Linked DNA regions of Sus scrofa: region 1 is linked to region 2. A link is a contact called in public Hi-C data. All regions are on one chromosome and are shown on one strand. Each heading gives the region's core, a stretch centred on a gene start, on an enhancer-like site or on the middle of the called end of the contact. The rest is flanking DNA. Distances are from core to core; before and after follow the strand shown. Region 1 holds the start of PRMT1 (protein arginine N-methyltransferase 1). Region 2 holds the start of MAMSTR (MEF2-activating motif and SAP domain-containing transcriptional regulator).

The links. Hi-C and Micro-C count contacts between places; a contact is called where the count stands out from the background.
Region 1: a contact with region 2 is called in a Hi-C map of heart right ventricle, with 3 times the contacts expected there. The contact joins the promoter of PRMT1 here to the promoter of MAMSTR in region 2. A contact is called at or near these places in 1 of 47 Hi-C or Micro-C datasets (heart right ventricle) and 1 of 2 datasets of contacts at active chromatin or transcription factors (alveolar macrophages).

Annotation. Positions count from the first base shown.
Region 1 is chr6:54,715,873-54,720,575 of Sscrofa11.1, forward strand. PRMT1 (protein arginine N-methyltransferase 1) reads left to right here and starts at 2,973. Exons shown (of 9, transcript XR_002344722.1): 1 at 2,973-3,120.
Region 2 is chr6:54,056,150-54,060,609 of Sscrofa11.1, forward strand. It overlaps MAMSTR (MEF2-activating motif and SAP domain-containing transcriptional regulator), which reads right to left and starts at 1,910. Exons shown (of 9, transcript XM_021094689.1): 1 at 1,669-1,910; 2 at 1,013-1,190. The coding sequence starts at 1,160. RASIP1 (ras-interacting protein 1) reads right to left here. Exons shown (of 13, transcript XM_003127281.5): 12 at 3,540-3,687; 13 at 2,599-3,014. The coding sequence ends at 2,815. The region is part of intron 1 of LOC102161741 (a long non-coding RNA gene); the gene reads left to right.

The DNA of each region.
Region 1 (4,703 bases), core at 1,723-4,222, 660 kb after region 2:
GAAATAAAGCTTTTTTTTTTAAACTATCTTTATTTATTTTATTTTTTTTGCTTTTTCTAGGGCCACACCTGCAGCATATGGAGGTTCCCAGGCTAGGGGTCAAATCAGAGCTACAGCTGCCACCTATGCCACAACCACAGCAACGTGGGATCCAAGCCACGTGTGTGACCTATACCACAGTTCACCGCAACGCTGGATCCTTAACCCACTGAACAAGGCCAGGGGTCAAATCTGCATCCTCGTGGATGCCAGTTGGGTTCGTTAACCACTGAGCCACAACGGGAACTCCCAAACTGCTGGATCCTTAATCCACTGCACTGCAGTGGAAACATAACCCAAGTCTTCTAACTAGACTTCTGGTCACACCAACTCCAACCCCCCAGTAATCTTGACCATTCCGTAGCCTATTAGCATCACTGGCCAACAGAAATAGAAGATGAGCCATATGCATTATTTAGAATGCATGAATAGCCTCATTAAAGCAAACTAAAAAGTGGGAGTTCTCTGGTGGTCTAGTGGTAAGGATTTGGTGCTTTCACCGCTGCGGCCCGGGTTCAAACCCTGGTCTGGGAACTGAGATCCCACAGCAATATGCCTCATGCCAGGGCCAAAAAAAAAAAAAAAAAAAGCCAAGTGAAAAGTAACAGGTGAATTCATTATAACACGTTTTTTCCCCCATTTATCCAAAACAGAATCATTTTAACGTGATCAGTATAAAATATTAAAATATTACAGACTCCTTTTTAATAAGAAGTTTTCAGAATCTGGTGTGGGTTTAATAGCCATAACACATCTCAGTTGAGACTTGCCGTGGTCCATTGCTCTGTTGTCCCGTGTGGCTGCCTTTTTTGAAAATGCAAAATTTGACCCTGACAACTCCCCTGGTTTTACCTCCAACTCAGACCTCTTCCCTCTATACTCTGCCCCTTTATCTCTCCCCAGTGCCATCTCCTTTACAACAACTTACCTTGAGGGAATTCCTATTGTGGTTCAGCAGTAACAAATGTGACTAGTATCCATGAAGACTCAGGTGCCATCTCTGGCCTCGCTCAGAGAGTTAAGGATCCAGCATTGCTGTGAGCTGTGGTGTAGGCCGGCGGCTACAGCTCTGATTCAACCCCTAGCCTGGGAACCTCCATATGCTGCAGGTGTGCCCCCCCTCCAAAAAAAACCCAAAACCTGACATTGAGAATTTATTATAATATCTCGTTCTTAGCAACACAATGCAAAAGTAATTGATTGGCTTAAAACGGTTGGATATTAGAAAAAAATAGTTCCCTGGTGGCTTAGTGATTAAATATCCTGTGTTGTCACTGCTATGGCTGGTGTAACTGCTGTGGCTTGGAAACTTCTCTATACCTTGGCTGTGGCCGAAAAAAAAAAAAAAGAAAAGAAAAGAAAAGGGAAAACAGCACTGCTTGTTAAAAATACACCAAAGACTTGAGTAGACCCTGGCAGAAGATACACAGATGGCCAGTAAGGCAGGTGAAAGGAGGCTAAACAGCCGTGGTGATGAGGGCAATGCAAATGAGCTAATCGGTTTATACCTACAAGACTCTTAAAATTACAGGTTGATTTTTTGAAGTGCTGGAGGGGATGTGGAGCCCACAGAACGTTCATGGGTCACGGATGGGAATGCAACATGCTACAATACAGAGGGGAACTTTGGCAGTTTCTTAGAAAGATACACCTAGCATATGACCCAGCTGTGTTCTCAGTTTACCCAGGAAAAGGGAAAACATAGATCCAGAGAAAGCCTTGGTCATGATGGTTCACAGCCACTCTATTCCTAACAGCCCTATCCTGGAAACCACCCACATACCCACATACCCATCAAGAGGAAAATGTAACCCATGGATTCAATGGACTACTCCTCAGCCATGAAAAGGACTGGACAACTGCTAGGTGTGACATGAATGATTCTCAACAGCATTATGCTCAGTAAAAGAAGACAAACACTTGTGTACATACTGTAATTACATTTTTACAAAAATGTTTTTATCATTTTTACGAAATTTTAGACATGGAAAAGATGCGTGACGGTGACAACACAGAAAGTGATGGTTTCTGGGGTTGGGTGGGGAGATGTTGAATAGAAAAGGTCATGAAAGAACTTTCTGGGGTGATGCATATATTCTGCCAGTGGCACTCATCTTCATTCAGTACGTAATTTTCCTGCAGGTTTAGGAAGGCTCCCTGGAGGAGGTGGCAGCTAAAGGGCGCCCTGACTGACAAAGGAGTTGGACAGAAAAAGGGGGCGTGTGTTACCTGCAGGGGTGGACTTGGCAAAAAGCAAAGTGGCTTGAGTGGGGTCACTGGGTTTAAAAAACATGGAACAATTAAGTAGCGGGCCAGGGGTTAAATACCTTGACGCCCGAGCCCCATTCCTGATTTGTTTCGGGACCCCAGACATGAACTCCCTCTCTTTGGGCCTCTCGTTGGGTCAGTTTTCCTTCAGGAAAATGGGCACAAGCTCCTTCGTTCCTCCTGAGTGCCCGCCCCTCCGGCTGGGAGAAGCCATCAAAAGGGCGATGACTGACAGTTCTATTGAGCCAATCGCTGGAGCCTAAAGCCCTGCCTTCCTTTTTCGTGGGCCAATCGTCACGTTCTCCTTGAGGCCGGCCAAAAGCTTCGTGACGTCACAACAGCTGATAAACCAATAGCAGCCATCAAGAGGCGGGTCATTTTTGTGATAGACTGCTCTGTTTCAAGATGTCCGCTTGGCGCGGGGTCCGCCGGGAAGCTTGAAGGCGGTGCTGAGGGGAAAGGGGCGGGAACTCCCTGTTGACTTTGCCCAATCACCTGTCGCACTTCTTGCGATAGACAGGCAGTCCCTCCCATCCCGGTCGACCTAAAGGGGCGGGGTTCTGGACGCCAGACTGGGCGGTCTCCTCAATTTTGATGGGCGTCTTTTTAGCCCAATTGCAAAGCGGTATTCCCAGACGGGTCACCTCCGTTACCAATGAGATCTCCTGGCGGGGTCGCGGTGGGCGGGCCGTGGACCCTCCGGTATAAGGCGGTCCCGGGGGAGTGCGGAGAAGGGGGGGGTCTCGGCGGCCGGAGGAGGAGTAGGTGCGGGTGAAGATGGCGGCAGCCGAGGCCGCGAACTGCATCATGGAGGTGAGCGCCTGGAGCGCCGTCGGGGGCGGGGGGCAGTTTGAGGGTCAGCGTTTTATGCCTCCGTCGTGGGGAAGGGGCTCTGAGTCGCCGGATTGGGGTTGAAATCCTTTAGTCGTACGGAGGGGGCGCCGCATGCTCCGGATCCGGGATGCCGTTTGAGGTGCGGGTTCCCTAGCTTTCGAGCGCCTGTGGCACCCCCTAGAATCGAGGGTCTCGTGCCCCCTCCCACGATGAGAAGGGCTGGGGGCGCTTCCGGCCTGGTCCCCACGTGGCCGCAGCGCGGTGGGTGGGGAGGGGGTGTGCCGTGCCCGCCGGCCGGGCGGCCTCCACGTGCGGGACAAAGGCCCCGCCCCCGGTCGGGGGAGGGGCGCCCTGAGGGGGGGCGGGGAGGAGGCTCCGACCCTCCCTCTGAGGCCCCCTGCCCTCCTCCCCGGGGATCGTGACAAGCATCTCGGGGTGGGACTGACTTAGGGGCTCCGCCAAGTAAAGAGTCTCTTGGGAGGGCCGATGTATCTTGACCCTGAACAAACCCTTTGTGGGAGCGGGGCATCTGCTTAGGCATCGGTCCAGGTTTCGTGCATTCTTGAATTGGGATTGGAGGAAGACGAATTGGTTCCCTCTGGGCCCCCCTCCCACCCCAGTTTCCTGTCGATGGATTCTCCCCCGCCCGGGGCTTGGGGAGCTGGCGGGGGGGGGTGGAGCATGCCCCTGTGACCTCCCTCTGGTTGGGGGGGGGCATCTAGCAGAAGGAGGTCCTTCCCGAAAAGGCGTCGTGCACCCCCTTGTGGCCATTTCTGCTGTGTGGGAGGGACCTCTTTTTCATGGGGCGTGTCCCAAAGCCCACCTCCCCGCTGGAGCCTTCCAGGCGAGGGGAGAGAGAGTCTGTCTTGGGAAGGGGATCTGAGGGACTAGAGGCCGCGAACGTTGCTCCGTTTCTCTCCCCAGGGCATTTGTGAGGGTGGGAGTGAAACCTCCCCCTTCCTGAAGCCCTGTGTGAGGGTCCGGAGCGTGGATGCCTTAAACGGTGTTCCGTGAGGTTTGGTTCTCGTGCAGGCGTGTGAGGCTGGTTCCGGTGCTGAGTTTCAGGCCCTCCGGGGGCCTGCCTGGCGGAGGTGTCGGTGCTGAGAAGTAGGACCCAGCGGGAAATCCCCGCACAGGCCGCCCTCCTTTTTCCGCGTGTTCACGGGTTTGGGAGAATGGAGGTGGGGCTTGGAGCCCAGGGGGCTTCTGTCTGTGGTTTCACGCTTCTCGGAGCCTGACGGGTGGGTACATCTGGAAGAGATGCGATCCGGCGGGGCCTCTGTACTCTGGCCCGGTACCTTGTAGCCCTCTCTGGAATGGAGGGGAGCTCCCAGGGGTCACTCCAATGACTCCTGCCCCCCTCGGCTCTCTCCTGGGCCAGGGCCCGTGTGGGTGGAGGAAAGCGCTTCCCCAGAGGTTGCCCCAGGACTTGGCCCCGCACCTGGGGAGTTTCAGGGCCTGCCGCGGCGGTTGTTTGAATGTGGGCAGATGGGCTGAGGGTCCTGGGTCTGGCCTCCCCCGGCAGAGGGTAATAATCAGGGCGACTGGCTCTAACTGGCTTT
Region 2 (4,460 bases), core at 660-3,159:
CTTCTGCCTGCTCCCTGCCAGCACAGCGCTGAAGGCCAGAGCCGCTCTGGGGCTGGGAGCCAGGCAGCGTGTGGGTGGGAGGCGGCCCTGCCCCCGGCTCCACCTGCCCCCTCACCAGCCATGCCCACCCATCCTCGCCGTCTTAGCGTTTGTCCCGTGCCTCCTTTTCTCCGTGCACCCCGTTTTGCACACACCCTTCTGTGCTACCTCCCCTCAGTCACCCCCTTGGCACACCAACCTTTAAACACGCATTTCCTGGGGCTCTGGTTTTGCACCTACACTCTTTTTGCCCACTGGTACCCTTTGCCCCGCTTCATGCTTGGCTCGTTGTCTTGGCACACACCCAGCCACGTGAACACACTTATTTGCACATTCATGATTTGCCCCCCCCCCCAGTTTTGGAGCAAAGATCTCTCTTTGCACATTTCTGCTCTTTGTGCAAGTACACTCTTGCACACTCCTTGCTCTTTGGTTTTCTTATCTTTGTACCCACCCAACTATGGAAGCACACTTATTTGCACACTCAAGCACGCTGTCTACTCAGGACTTGACTTCCAGGTATCCCCACGTGCACACTTTCCACCTGCGCTGGGACATGCAGTGCACCCTTTGACCCTTTCGAGGCTTCCCAACTCACTGTCCCCTCCCTCACCCACAGTTCCACACCGGGCACTCTGAAGTCCCAGCGCTGGGTGCTCCTCCTCTTTGCACAGTATCAGTTTAAACCCCTCTGCCTTTACGGTACCGGCCCTCTGCACACCCACCCCAAGTCTACTCCCCACTGTTCGAGTGAGCATCGCACTAGCCATTTGTACACTCACTGTCCACAACTCGACTGCTTTGCTGGAGCTTCCTTTATACACACAAATTATCTTTTGCACAGAAAACATATGTCTCCTGGGTGTAACCACCCCCCTCCCATCTCACCGCCGCCGTGCACACTCCCAGAGTCAGATTATGTCCCCAGGACCGGGGGACCCCTCCCCTACATTCATTGAGAGAAGCTTCTCACCCGATCGGAACTTGGAACGAATGATTTGGGAGCGCTGGGAGGAAGCCGCCAGGGTCATTGCCAAGGCTGGTCGGGGACCTGGACTGGGGAGGGCAGGGCCCCCACAGGAGGCAGGGTCAGAGTGGAGGTCAGAAGGCGTCCCCCGCATGTGAACACAGCAGGGAAAGGGCCTAAGGAACTTAGAGAAGGGGGAGGCCTTGAGTGGTATCTTCTGAATCCTGGGGAAGGAGGCGACTGGGGGCCCAGACTCCTGGGTGTGAGAGACCAGAGGGCTGGGGACCAGGACTTCTGGGTGTGAGGGAGAAGGGGCTGAAGGCCCCAATCCTGGAGCCTGAGGGAGAAAGGACCTGAAGTCTGGGGCTCCTGGGTCCTAAGAAGGAGGGCACTGGTGGCCTGGACCCCAGATCTGTGAAAGGGGAGGAAGGAAAAGGGGATGAAGGGCAGGAACTCAATACTCCGAGGGGCCTAAAATCTAACCAACAGCCTTGATCAAGGGCAGGTCCCAGGGGAGCAGAATGGTCTCTGCCTCCTGCTTTTTAGAAGGGCGTGGGTGGATGTCAGCCACCACGGTCGATGGGGAAGGGACTGGGATCAGAGAGGTGACAGAAGAGTTAGGGCGGGTTCCCCTCCCACCCCGCACCCCAGGGGCTTCTCACCAGGTGGGCTCTGCGCAGTCGTGCTTTGCAGCCGCTTCAGTCCCGCGATCTAAGCCAGAGGCCGCAGGCCCCGCCCCACCAGCCTTTAGGGGGCGCGTCGAGAGCGGTGGAGGCTGGCGGGGGAGACCGGAGCCCCTCCTGGCATCCCGAGAAGGGGCGGGAGCACGGGCTGCGAGGGCCTGGGGCGGGACTGACGTCGGGGTTCCTGCCTCCTCCTCCTCCGCCTCCTGGAGTGGGGCGGGGCAGCGGGGGTCGGACTGACAGAAGCAGGTGCCAGGAGAGGGGCTCAGGGTGAGCAGCAGCGGCAGGTGGTCGTGCCCCGGCCTTGCAGGCAGGTGCCACCTGTCGCTTACTTTTTCCCTGACGCAGCAGCGGGAGTCGGATTCAGGGGAGTGAAAAGTTCAAACTGGAGCCCTGGATTCCTGGTTCTGATGGAGGAGGGAGCTGGGGACCTGATTTCTGCGTTCGAAGAGAAAGGGCCGGGGACTTGGACTCCTGGGCCTGAAGGAGTGGGTTGGGAGCTCCGTACTCTCGGGTGTGAAGGAAGAGGGATTCCAGAACAGGGACAAGAGGTGCTGAGACTGACTCATCGGTGTGCTCGACAGGCAGAAAGGGCCAGAAGGGACTTGGAAACCCAGACACCTGGGTCTGAGAGAGGAGTATGGGCTTCGGAGGTCACCCTTCAAGTGTTGGCTATTTCCCACTGGCAGGACTGATCTTTGGCAGAACAAGTTTAAAGCCCTGTCCTTAAATGCATGGGAGGCCCCCGTGCTCCTGGGTTGGATTACATGTAAGAGGGCAAGCTGAGGCCGTGGCTATAAATACCTCGGCGAACTCGGCAGGAGCCCAACACTCCCGGCAAGGGCCCTGATGCCTCATTTCACAGAAAATCAATATCACCACCGCTCCCAAGTCTTAACAAGTGAGACGTTGCCAATCCGACAGATACCTTTATTGCTGCTGGTACTCAAATCCCAAACCCATCTTCCCATTGTCCCATCCTCTACTACTCCAGAACTCAAACTCCCAGTATTCCACGCGGGGGAAAAAAAACTACAATTCCCAGAAAGCTTTGCGCTCGGGTGGGCTCTAGTGGCTAGAAGCCAAGGAATTTTCAAGGTTCGCGCGTTCGTTCGATATGGGTGTTCAAGGAGGCGTGGTCACGGGAGGTCCGTGGCGATGATTGGCTGGTAGTTCCTGCTGCTCAAGGTCCCAGAGGAGGCGGCGGAGCCTGCGCAATTCACGATGCAGGGCGTCGTCGGTCACCGGACCGGTGAGGCAGAGGCGCGAGCTGCCCAAGGGCAGGATGAGGGGAGGGTGGGAGGAGAAGCTTTCGAAGATGTCCCCTATGAGACCGAAGAACAAGGAGTTAAGCTCTGAAAATGGGCATGAGGCAGCAGTGTCGGGGAGAGCCGAGGCTGCGTCACACCCGAAGGAAGGAAAAACTTAACACCCCCCACCAGCAACTCCTGTAGCAGGGTCCCCACAAAGGCTCCCCTTGGGGTGCCCAAGCATCATGGGAATTGTGGTTCAGACTATGCAAGGCCACTGTGGCCTGGGAAATGGGCGACCTGGTTGGGTTCTTGGATCCGTAAGGAAGGGCTGGGCACTTCATTTCACAGATTCCTTAGAGTGGAGAGGCCTGGAATCTGGCCTCCTAGGTGAAGGGGGTAATTTGCGGGGGAAAGAGGCTGAGGGCTGAACCCCTGTATCCTGAAGGAGAATCCTGTATCCTGGGATCCAGCACTTAGATCCTGGGAGGAGGAAAGGGTTTGGGTCCAGAATCCTGATCAGAAGGCTGTGGATTGCTAGGTTCTCAGGACCTAGAGAAAGCTGACAGTCCCAATGCCTGTGTCCCGATTTCTCCCCACCTGTGTCCACAGCATCCCGCTCTGCAGAGGGAGGATCCCAGGCAGGTGGAGGCCCGCGGCCAGGACCCAGCTGGTAATGGCTGAGCAAATGGTGGAGCTGAGCAGGGGTCAGTGTGGGATGGTCAGTTCGTAGGCTGCTCCACGAAGCCTGGTGGGAAAATGGGATGAGAGATCCTGAGGAAGGCCCTCCATAGAGGGCATGGATGTAGTGGGTAGACAGTGGTGTCTGTGCGGTGTCTTCTGGGCACTGTGAGGCCTGTTGTCACCAAAGAGATGGTGGGGAAAGGGCACACGCTCGGCTTTAAAAAAGAAAAATGTGTCTGCTTCAGAATACATGGGGAGGTAGGTGTGGGTGGAGAAGAACAAAACTGACCATTAATTTATGTTACTGTGTGCAGAGGTGTTGTTATCTACTATGGCTACTTTTCGGATCTGTTTGAAAATTTCTTTTTCATTTTTTAAATTTTTAAAAATTTTTTGCCATTTGTTGGGCCGCTCCTGTGGCATATAGAGGTTCCAGGCTAGGGGTCTAATTGGAGCTGTGGCTGCTGGCCTACGCCAGAGCCACAGCAACGCCAGATCCGAGCCACGTCTGTAACCTACACCACAGCTCACGGCAACGCCGGATCCTTAACCCACTGAGCAAGGCCAGGGATCGAACCTGCAACCTCATGGTTCCTGGTTGGATTCGTTAACCACTGAGCCACAACGGGAGCTCCTCTGTTTGAAAATTTCTGAACCTAACCTAGATCTAGGCAACAGAATCACCAGGGTGGTTAAAACCAGAGACTCTGAACCAAGCAGACTGCTTGGGTTCAAGGGCCCCAGACCGCTCATTACTGAGCCACTGTGCTCACTCTCCTCACCAGCAAACTGGGGGAGAACAGCAAGTACCTATTATAGTCGTTATGAGGATGCGAT